4 separate regions of the Zea mays genome follow, and all the other regions are linked to region 3. Evidence: chromatin contacts called from public Hi-C data. All regions are on one chromosome and are shown on one strand. The core of a region is the stretch at or near the end of the contact, and the rest is flanking DNA. Distances in the headings are between cores, read along the strand shown. Region 1 holds the start of LOC100381857. Region 2 holds the start of LOC100281416 (methyltransferase). Region 3 holds the start of LOC103629361 (protein MEI2-like 2). Region 4 holds the start of LOC100284588 (glutamine cyclotransferase).

Region 1 (2,700 bases), core at 48-2,547, 370 kb before region 3:
AGGCCGGATCGGCGTAGGCCCAGATGGCCCGACGAGTTTGAATTGCAACCGCAACAGAGATCCGACCTTCCCGCGCAGGGGCCTCATACATCGGAATAGAGCAGGGGAAGGTCGGCTGGATTATAGTAAGATAGACTCAGTCGGTTTACTATTACTTAGGCTCGCGTTGTTATCATATCCACATGTAACGCCTCACGGTCGAGTATATAAGGCCTAGGGGGCACCCCCTCGAAAAGCATCTCACTACTTAGCCATCCACTCGGTTCTCTAACATACTCAACACTAGAGAGCCTCCTTGTAATCCACCACATAAAGTACTCACGCCAGGACGTAGGGTGTTACGCATCTCTAAGCGGTCCGAACCTGTACAAAACTGTCTACTGTCTCTCGTGCATTCAGCGCGAACCATCGAGCTACCGTCGGTAACACCGTCCTACTCCAAAAAAGCACCTCGAGGGGTAACCCCGGGTGCGCGGTCGGACCCAAAACACCGACAATTACCCTTTGATTTACCAGAAGCAAAAAAAAAGAATTAGTAGCAGGTTATCAAACCGAATATTTTAGTATTAAATATGGTTTATTTTATCTTGTTTCTTACCTAAATTTTTCTCTTTATTTGTAATTGTTCTATACTTAGGCGAGTGAAATTTCTCTATTCCCTATATATCCTATTCTGGATTTTTTTAAATGAATAAAATAAATGGAATTTAGAAGTGGTAACAGGTGAATACGAGAGTATCTAAATAAAGTCTAAGATTTTATTTGACTAATCTTGTATTCACTCGATCCAAAACAGGGTAGGCCAAATAAAATAGTAAATAAAACAGTAGCTAATAATAATAATAATAATAATTTAATAACGGAAGTAAATGCTGAGGGCGGGCGAACCGGGCGATTGGTTTCCTTCTCGGACTCTTCGTCGTCTTCTCCGATCTCCCCTTCCTCCCTCGCTCTCTCCCGCCCCCGTGGTCCAAACCCTAACAAACAGCAATCAAGCGGAACCCCTGCAATCGTAATCGGTTCGCTGCCTAATCCCCTCCCTTTCTCATCTCATGACCATGCCGGCCTCGTCCCCCTCCGTTGGCAGCGCCTGTGACCCACCGCCGCCGCCGCCTCCGCCGCCGCCGCGGGCTATGAAGCGCGAGCTCGCCTTCGCGCTCCAGTCCCTGTCCGAGATCTCTGCCTCCCACGGCCGCACGCGCTCCGGCCGCCCCATCTCTTCCCTTCCAGACCCATCGGCATCAGCATCTCTCAAGAGGCGCAAGAGATCTGACCCGCCCGCCCCTGCCCCCGCCCCCGCCCCTGCCCCCGCAGCCGATCTCGTCTCCCCGCCCACGCCGCCTATCGACGCCGAGCCGCCTAACCAGCCCCTCCGTGACATCATCCAACCGCTACATGGATCTAATCCTCCCACCGCCTCTGACCACCGATTCGATTCCAATGCCGATCAAGAGGTCTTGGCAATGGAAGTGATTGCAAAGCCGAATCTGCCCGCAGAAGAGGATATTGCAGCAGATGACTCGGCAATGGAAGTGACTGCAAAGTCGAATGTGGCTGCAGCGGATGGTGTATCAAAGCCGAATGTTTCCGCAGAGGATACTGCATCAAAGTCAAATGTGGCCGCTACTGTAGCAGTAGCACCAACTCTGTTGGAAACTGCCATTGCAGCTGGAAATGACCAGTGTGATACCTCAAACTCAAATGGAGAAAATCTACAGCAGCAAGCCGTGGAAAATGTATTAGTCTCCACCACTATGTTAGCTGAGGACACTGTCACACCTGCAGCTGCTGCCGGGCTCAAGCCTGCAAGGCGCTTCACTCGATCGTTGCTCAAGAATAATAAACCAGATAAAGAAGAGTCTGCATCTTGTGAAAGTCAGGCAACACCAGATGGTAGCAAGGATGCCTCAGTTGGTTTTACTTTGCTCCTGGAGAAGCCTCAGAGAAGGTTCACAAGGTCGTTGCTCAAGACAAAGGTTGAGAGCAGTTTGGTTGGATCTGATGATGTGCTGGACAGTGCATCTGATTCCCCTCCATCAGTGAAGAAGATGGAGATGAAGATGTCAAAGAAAGTTGCATGTCTCACGAAGCACCCTGGAAACATTAGAGAGCTGCTCAACACAGGCATGCTTGAGGGGATGCCAGTTATGTACATCATTCCTCATAGCAAGGTACGTGAGAATCAGCCTTAATGTTTTATGAGCAGTTCATAAATTTGTGGTTACTGGTGTGCTAATGGCTTGCAAATTCATGTTTTAACTTTTTTTACCGGTTTAGCATAGTCTAGTAATATCAATACAGAGTTATCCTTAGTTGGGATAGTAGGAGTATTTGGCAGACCTTAAACCATGATCCATGACAACAAATGCAGGTTAAGGATAAAGTTGCCGTGGTGGAATTAAAGTTGCTTTGATGACATATTGCCTTGGATTGTTGTCTGTCTGGTTTTTGTATCCTCATGCAATTATTAACATAAGTTTATGCTTGCAAGTTGCAGAAGGCTGTCCTAAAAGGAGTGATTACTGGTTGCAATATACGTTGCTTTTGCCTGTCCTGTAATGGCGCCAAGGTATGTGTTCCTTAGTATATAAACTGTTAAAGAACAAAAACTGTTTATTTATGGTGCTCTCCTTTTCATTTTACAGGCCATTTCAGCTTATTACTTTGAACAACATGCTGGAAGCACCAAAAAACACCCTG
Region 2 (2,700 bases), core at 41-2,540, 480 kb after region 3:
TTGGAAATCCAGGCGAGCACCAGATGATCGCACGGGATCTTTGCACTGGGTTCTGGTACTTATTAAGGGGGAACTAATGCCGTTCGAGGTACCTTGCCAAGCACCAAGAATGTATGCTGTGACACAGAGGCCAATGACACCTATGGTGAGAGTTACGCGCATCCTTTGGAATTCTGGGTGGCGCACCTTGGGGGATCCATCCTGTTCTTTAGCCATTAGAGCTGCAAGAAACTGGAAATGAGTGCATACATACTACAGCACAATACATTTTGTATGACAGGTAAGGAATGAAACGAGGGGGCAATGCCGTGGAGAGCTAAACAGGGTGATTAAGAGATTCATACCGTTATTATAATTTCTACAGTTTTGAGATAAGCAGCTACTATTTATACAAGGAGAAATATGCCATTAAGGAGAAAATTCTGTACTGCACCCTCCAGCCACAAGTAGATGTCGTTTTTCGGAGTGCAAAAAGTAGCTAGTTACAAGACAAAATGTCATCTAACTATGATCGGATGTACTTAGTGCCGTATTTGGAAAACCTAGATTTTTTTAGTGGTATATGGTTCCAGTATCGTGGATTTTTCAGTGGGATGTATTTAATAAATCTGTTTTGTTATATAGAAAGAAATCTAAAACAGGCAACAAAGAACAAAGGTAAGCAGCAGCCAGCAGGCAGCAACAAAGGGAGGGACACAGACGTATAGCTGCTGTCCCCAAAGAAGAAAGTGAACTGCAGAAAGCCGAGAAAAGCCACTGCCGACCCATCGTCCTTGGTAACATAACAAAACAAAGCTGCCTAACAGAGGCAATTCGATGCTTTTGCAAAGCAAGTATACTTGAGTGATGTAACTGACGATGAAAACTATGGATTGAGAAGGGGAGTAAGGAAGTTTGCAATTTTGCAGCAAGGTAACCATAACTAACCAGGCGAGGAAGACGGGAAACCCCTCAGAGATGAAAGAAGATGTGGAACAATCAAAATCTGGCGTTCTGCGGCCCCTAGCAGGGAATAAAACAAATAAACATACATACATACATAATGTAGGGTAACAAGTTGAGATGGATTGTGAGTGTCAGAGTAGTGAGTAGCATGACAGTTGACGAAGATGAAGGAATTAATTAAGGAGAAATCTAAACATGGAATGAAGCTCACTTCGCTTGATTTCCTTGGCCGGCGCGGGGGGTCGGCGGGACTACGGGAGAGAGGAAGGAGAGCCACGAGGGAGAAGATGGATGGAACTGAAAGAGCCTCCGCCGCCGCAGCAGAAGAAGGGAACGCAGGACCCTCTCTCTCTTGAGACGCCTCTCTCTTCCTCTTTATTCTCAGCAACGATATGGATAGGGACGGGAGTATGGGACGGATCCAGGCATCCAGCCCAGCCCGGATTGATGGAGTTCCCTTCGGAATCCAGGCCGGCCTGGCACTGGAAGAGGGCCATCCAGGCCCCCTTCCTCACTGCACGGCCCGTGGATCCATGTGGTGACTCAACGCATTAAAATTTCAACATTTTATTGTGGGCAACGAGTCAACGACTAATATACAAGTAGATATTAGGTGTAAGCGTACAAGCAGATTTTTTTGTCTGTTAGATCTAAATCCAACAGTAGATACAATTGTGGTTTGTTAGGGCTTTGTTATAAAGCTACATCAGGTGGTTGTGAAAGGGTTTAAATGTTAAATATGACATTACCGTTGAATCTAGATCTAACGGAGTAAAATATCTGCTTGCACGCTTCTACCTAATTGAAAGTCGCCTAGAGGGGGGTGGATAGGCGAAACCTGAAAATTAAAACTTTATCCCCCAACTAGATCCCTTGATTAGTGGTTAGAACAAGATATATAATTATCGGAGTATAAAAACTAAGTCCTTGCTTGTAAAGAGTATTGCTTTCAAATAATGCGGAATTGATAAATCAATACTATTAATAAGTCTATGAGAATAAAGCAAGAGGCTTAAGTAAGAAGAGTAATAACACAAGTTTTCTCTTGCAATGAGTTGCTTCACTAAATGAGAATATAACTTAAAGCAACACCAAATAGAATTAGCAAAGAGTAATGCAAGAGAAACTTAGAAAGGGAAAGAACAAACAAATCACAAGCAATAAGCACACAAGACACGGGTGATTTGTTTTACCGAGGTTCGGCCCTCGAAGGCCTAGTCCCCGTTGAGGAGTCCACTTAAGGACGGGTCTTTTTCAACTCTTTCCCTCTCTCCACCGATCACCCAAGGATCGGCGAGCTCTTCTTCTTCTCAAGGATCACTCTCGATCCCGCAAGGACCACCACACTCTTTGGTGTCTCTTGCTAGCTTTTACAAGCCTCCAAAACTTTGGAGTAAGTTTGAATGGGAGTCAAGAACTCCACGCGCAAATGAACACAAAGATGAAGCTCACACTATCTCTCAATGGATCTCACAAGGCACTAGGGCTAAACTCAATTGAGTAGCTCTCAATTGCTTGCTCTCTCTTTTGTGGCACTTGTATTGGTTGTAGTGGGCTAGATCTTGTGTATAGGATGTATCAATGAATATATGTGGTTGGGAGGGCTTGAGTATGTCAACTAGATGACTTGGATTGTTGCTTGGACTCCCACACCTTGAAGTGGCCGGTTGGGGTGGTATTTATAGCCACCAACCAAAATCTAGCCGTTGGTGAGGACTGTCTGTTCGATGGCGCACCGGACAGTCCGGTGCACAC
Region 3 (2,700 bases), core at 63-2,562:
AAAGAGTAATGCATTTGACAAATACACAGGCAGAAAACATCAAGCAGGAAGGGGGAATGTGTGGTAATCGCAGAATATGAACCTGGTGGGTTGTAAGTAAGGATCTGACGATCAATCAAACACAGCAAGCATTCTCATTTGGCTGCTGATACCTGCAGGAGGAAACAAAAAGGGTTGAGCATGTGTCATCGTCTGTCATTTACTCATGTGGGTTGGGTCTCTCTGTGTAGAAGACTGCAGTCGATGGCAAAAACCGACTTTTTTTTCTTTTTTGGGTGGTGGGGGTCTAGGGGATAGGGGGGCAGGGAGTTGATTGTGCAGCTGGTGGACACGGCAATATGAGAACAATAACGTGTATTAATTTGCTTGGCACGGGATAGTCAAACATGCCAGGTCTTAAAAGGAAGGAATTCATTGGATAGACGCAACAAAGTTTGACCCAAAAATAGCGATGAGGAAGATGGAATGGAAGCAATCCAATCCAATCGCATGATCGGATCTCTAAATCAAACAAAAACAGGCAGAGGCAGGCGTGCGGAAGCGGGAGTGAAGGGATAAATCAGGTAGTGGCAAGGAAGTGAAGGATTACGAGCGGAGGGAAGGAAATTAATGATTAGGAGTAGAACCGAGGATGACGAACAGTGGTACAGGTAGGTGGAGTAGTCACTGAAGCTGGAAATGAAGGAAGGATTTGCGTTGTCCCCTGGGTCAGAGGCGCGTTGAGGATTGGCAATCGGCAGAGCAATCTCATCATCAGTTAAACGAGAAAAAAAAAAGACGAGATGGAACGGAAGAGTGAGGGGGATAGATCACCAGCGCAGGCGGGGGTAGAACCCTAACACTGAAACCCTCCTCTTGTGCGCGGCGGGCGCAGCGGCGGACGAGGAAGAGACGGGGCGGCGGCGGCGGGAGAAATCAATCGCTCTTCCGGCCGATTGTGTCTCTCCTTTCTCTAGACCTAGTCCCCTACTAGTTTCAGTTTGGTGAGTTTTTTCCGGTTTATTTTTATAGGGAGACACACCAACTCACAAGGAGAAGGAGCAGACAGACCACTATAACTATTATAATAAATAATACATCAGAGTATTATAATTATTACTATATAATTGATTATCTCTCAGTGAAAGCGGAAGGTTAAAAAGAAAAGAAATATATCAGAGTCTAGTGGTGGATAGCGATAGGAGGTATGATGATTGGTGCGAGCGCCGAGCCTTTCGTCTCTACTCATCCTCATGTGCACCTTCCACCTTCTATTCTGCTCTATGAGCATGACATGTGGGTCCCGAATCACCCGGAACCTCACGCGTCAGTGGGTGTCCCGCTCCGTCAGACGGGCTGGGGAACAAGTGGAGGACCCACGCGCGCAGCCAAAAGCCAAGTGGGTCGCACCTGTCAGTAACGTCGACGTCATCTAATCTAATCAGCTGGAATTGGAGTGGCTTGTGGGTGATACCAATAACGCATATGCATTTCAAATTAATAGATTGATAGGGACAACATCCCAATAAATAATATCAAGTAACCAAGCAGCCATTAAATACAAACGTGCAAATAGATCTCTTGCTCTATTAGATCTAGATCTAATGTATGTCATATTTAACACTTAAACCCTCCCACTACTATCTCATGCAGCTTTATAAAGAATCTCTAACAAATCACGATTGCATCTATGATTAAATTTAGATCAAACGGACCCAGATGCTTGCCTAAATACTGTTGGGGGCCTTCGTCTTCCGAAGGTCCTCAAAAATATGATTAACAATATTTCCCAAGTGTAATATATGTACATGAACCTTCGAACTCGGAATAAAAGTTGTACACAATGTGAAAAGCATGGTCGAGACGAAGGTTGAAACAGCTCCGAAGCTACGCGTAAGGAAGCTTTGGCTCAGCGGCAGAAAAAGGAACCGACTTAAAGGGGAAAAGGCTATCTAGTCCTCGTTGGATTGTCCTTAAGTCAATAATAAACATAAAAGGCATGTATGTAATTTTACATAGGTTGCGTCCTGTGCCTATAAATAGATGAACAGTGCCCCCGTACTGTTCAGGTTGACTTGTATTCGCTCATGCGTCACGCTTGGACTTTTACCTTCTGTCAAGCCAAAGGTACAAATGTAATTTAATATTGTTCTTGTTCATCCATGATGATATAATAAAGATATATTAATAATGTCATATGATTATTCGTGTTATCTCTTATATTTCATATGTTTCTTCTTTCATTAACATATACTGCGATGATGAGGGTTCGTCCTTTAGGACCTTCGTCTGAAGGTCATTATATCCTAAGTGAGATAATACTTCAAAGGATGATGGGCATTAACCTTTAATATTTTGTGTTGCCTTGTTCTTAACTCATAGCATTTGAGAACAAGTCCCCAACATTGGCGCCCACCTCTGGTGTACTCACTTCCACAATCTTCGGCAAAGCATCAACCTTCGTCATGCCGTCGAAGAAAATAACAGCACCAAGGGATGCACTGCAGCCACTGGACACAAACCAGGAGACTCTCTCTCTCCGAGAGGCCAGAAGCCAAAAGAGAAAGTGTAGGATCTAGGACACCGGCTAGAGGGGGGGTGAATAGACGGTTTTGACTAAAATCAAAAATACTACAAGAAATTTAATCAATACAACAAGAGGAATAAATTCTCTAGTGACAATAAGTAAACAATGTATGAAAAACAACTACGGAGATTGAA
Region 4 (2,700 bases), core at 15-2,514, 270 kb after region 3:
CCATCATGAAAAAAAGAAAAGCTGATACCCAAATTAAGTGGGATTTTAGAATTGTTATCCAGGGTTTAGAACAATAGGTCTGTGTGATTGACGTAAGCATAGACACAGGGCGGCAGCATACTTTGGAGAAGTTATGCCGGTCATATATAAACCCGTCGTTCTTCAACCAGGTAACCTGAAACAATCTACAGAGTGAAATAAATGAAAATGAAATATGGTATGAATAGGGAAGATACAAACAAAGTAAGCCCATGCCAGTTATCTCCGAGAAAGGGATTGGCATGTGAGGTGGTTATGCACCTGTCACCAAGAAGAGTTAAACCTTCTCCAAACACATCTCCGTCCATTTGGTGGTTAACCAAAACCTAAGAAATGGCGAATTGCAAATCAAGCTTTAAGGGAAGCTTAGTAAAATAATCAGGTGATGAGTGAGTGAACAAAGAGCGTCGCAAGCACGAGACATGTGACGATAAACATGAATGAGCATGGAAGTTAAGCATACTTTTCCGGTCTGAAGCTCAACCTTTCGAACTGAAGACTGTTGAGAAACCAAAAGCAGAGACATTTAGTGGGATGCAAATGTAGGATGGGCAGAGGACTGTTTGTTGCGCACGGTAGAAGCGAACATTACCCTGCCGTAGAGGCCAGTGGACTCGAAAAGCGTGTCATTTCCCGCGTACAAGATACCCTACATCCGAAGCACAGAGAAATAACTAAGAATGCATCGAACAAACAAGAATTGAGAAAATATGGTGTCCTTTTTGTACACGCGCTCATCAAGAAGGGAAGGCGACGACAAGTAATAACTAGTACCACAGGAAGCGAATTCCCCCCTCCTTATTTGTGATGTGGTTGAGATCAGATCTCGCATCAGGAAGAAAGAAGAGAAGAGAAGAGAAGAGAGGCACATATAGATAATACCTGGGTGAAGGCGGCCGGGTCGTGAGGGTACTCGCGCACCAGGTCGAAGGAGAAGAACCTGGTGGAAACAGCTGGGTGGGAGAGGAGGGCGGCCGGCGGGGACCCTGCTCGCCTGGTGGCGTAGGCGGCGGCGAGGAGGAGAAACGCGGCCAGCGCGACGGCGCCTGCGATGACCGGGCCCCGGAGGTAGAGAGGCTTAGGGGGCGCGGGAACCGGCGCGGGGACGGAGACGGAGGAGGCAGGTGTCATGGCGCGACGGTGGTGATGCGGCGGCGGCGGCCTCCGTCGGGAGCCAACGGACATCAGGGGCAGACAGTTGAAAAAGTCAACGTGTCCACGCCCACCCGTGACCCGCCTACACTTGCCTTCCTTTATTTTTTTCCATCCTGTTTCTTTTTTCCCTCCAAATCACATGCATATTTTTCTATACAAAAACGAAACATATAGTCATTAATTTAATGGGGTGATTGTTTTTTTCTCTAGAATGTGACGTCATCCTGTGTTGTCTTTCCATCGCAACAGCAAGTTCCCTTCACTTTAATCGTTAAGTTAGACTTTAGTTCATATTTTACTTGACTTTAATCCATACCAACTTATATTGTTTGTATAGTATTTTGTCTCTATAAATTGTAGCTACAACAGTTCAAACAATTGACTTTAAATTGAAGCGATCAGCTGAGTTTTTTCTAACCAAGGGTTCGTTCATTCTAATTTCTACCCAACTTCACCCTTGTCATTTTCATCGTCGTATTCTATTCTTTAATGTACTACGTGCAATTTAATTGATAGAGTGTAACCTTTGTTTCTACTTCATGTGACGTAAATATTTCTTCAACCCAAAACCATGCATTTGACATGGGAAACGGTTAATGTTTATATATTGTTACCCCTAATTATTCAAACTATATATGACTATATGAATTAATATAAGGACATAAAATATAGTTTTGTACTACCTCCATTCACAAATATATGACACCATTAACTTTTTTTGAAAACTTTGCCCACTCGTATTATTCAATATATTTATTCAAAAATGTAAAATTTTAAATCAAGCACAAACTACCTTGAATAATAAAACAAATCACAACAAAGAAAATAATAATTTATTATTTTTTGAATAAATGAGTGGTCAAAGTTTTTTTTAAAAAAAAGTCAACGGTGTAATATATTTATGAACGGATGGAGTATTTAAAGTACATTTAAAATGGTATTTATTTTTTATTAGCAAACAACACATGACTTATATTGTGATACACACTAAGAGCATCTCCAAGTGTTGGCGTTTCGGACCCGCGAGGACCCTTAACCGACTAGTGAATTTGTCGCTGCGTGTCCCTGCCTAGATGGATTGATGCAAGATGGAACACAAGAGGGAGGATGAGGCTTATGTTATCTTGCACCGGGGTGCTCGTAGTAGGGGTTACAAGCGTCGCAAGAGAGAGAGAGGGTCTGGCCCTGAGGTGAGCTGTCTGAGTTAGCCTCCTCTGCGTTTCTCCCACTCTGCCTGCCTCTGCTCGTCTTTTTTCCGCCCCCCTTAGGAAGGCCCTGGACATCCCCTTAGGAAGGCCCTGGACATCCCCTTTTATAGATACAAGGAGATGGCCCAGCTGTACAACGGGGGTGTAGCTATGTGCTAACGTGGTCGTCGGAGAAGTGCTTAAGCCCTTTAGAAGCGCAGCTGGCAGTGCGGCATAGATCCTGCTGACGTTTCCTTGCTTCCGTAGGGAGCTGAGAACCATCGACGTCATGGACGCACGCGGGGAACCATCATTACCT

What was found. A called contact is a pair of places that touch in the nucleus more often than the background predicts.
Region 1: a contact with region 3 is called in a Hi-C map of leaf, with 8 times the contacts expected there. The contact joins the promoter of LOC100381857 here to the promoter of LOC103629361 in region 3. A contact is called at or near these places in 9 of 25 Hi-C or Micro-C datasets (bundle sheath, ear, endosperm and 3 more) and 1 of 3 datasets of contacts at active chromatin or transcription factors (seedling).
Region 2: a contact with region 3 is called in a Hi-C map of ear, with 2.5 times the contacts expected there. The contact joins the promoter of LOC100281416 here to the promoter of LOC103629361 in region 3. A contact is called at or near these places in 3 of 25 Hi-C or Micro-C datasets (ear, leaf and tassel).
Region 4: a Hi-C map of ear shows a contact between it and region 3, with 2.3 times the contacts expected there. The contact joins the promoter of LOC100284588 here to the promoter of LOC103629361 in region 3. A contact is called at or near these places in 3 of 25 Hi-C or Micro-C datasets (ear, leaf and tassel).

Annotation. Positions count from the first base shown.
Region 1 is chr6:64,056,373-64,059,072 of Zm-B73-REFERENCE-NAM-5.0, forward strand. It overlaps LOC100381857, which reads left to right and starts at 1,298. Exons shown (of 18, transcript NM_001174644.1): 1 at 1,298-2,171; 2 at 2,498-2,569; 3 at 2,646-2,700. The coding sequence starts at 1,464.
Region 2 is chr6:64,906,649-64,909,348 of Zm-B73-REFERENCE-NAM-5.0, forward strand. LOC100281416 (methyltransferase) reads right to left here and starts at 1,291. Exons shown (of 7, transcript NM_001154334.1): 1 at 1,157-1,291; 2 at 928-1,002; 3 at 1-221. The coding sequence starts at 216.
Region 3 is chr6:64,424,051-64,426,750 of Zm-B73-REFERENCE-NAM-5.0, forward strand. LOC103629361 (protein MEI2-like 2) reads right to left here and starts at 1,313. Exons shown (of 13, transcript XM_008650500.3): 1 at 814-1,313; 2 at 83-152.
Region 4 is chr6:64,698,025-64,700,724 of Zm-B73-REFERENCE-NAM-5.0, forward strand. LOC100284588 (glutamine cyclotransferase) reads right to left here and starts at 1,265. Exons shown (of 11, transcript NM_001157483.2): 1 at 922-1,265; 2 at 632-688; 3 at 503-538; 4 at 301-365; 5 at 122-185. The coding sequence starts at 1,224.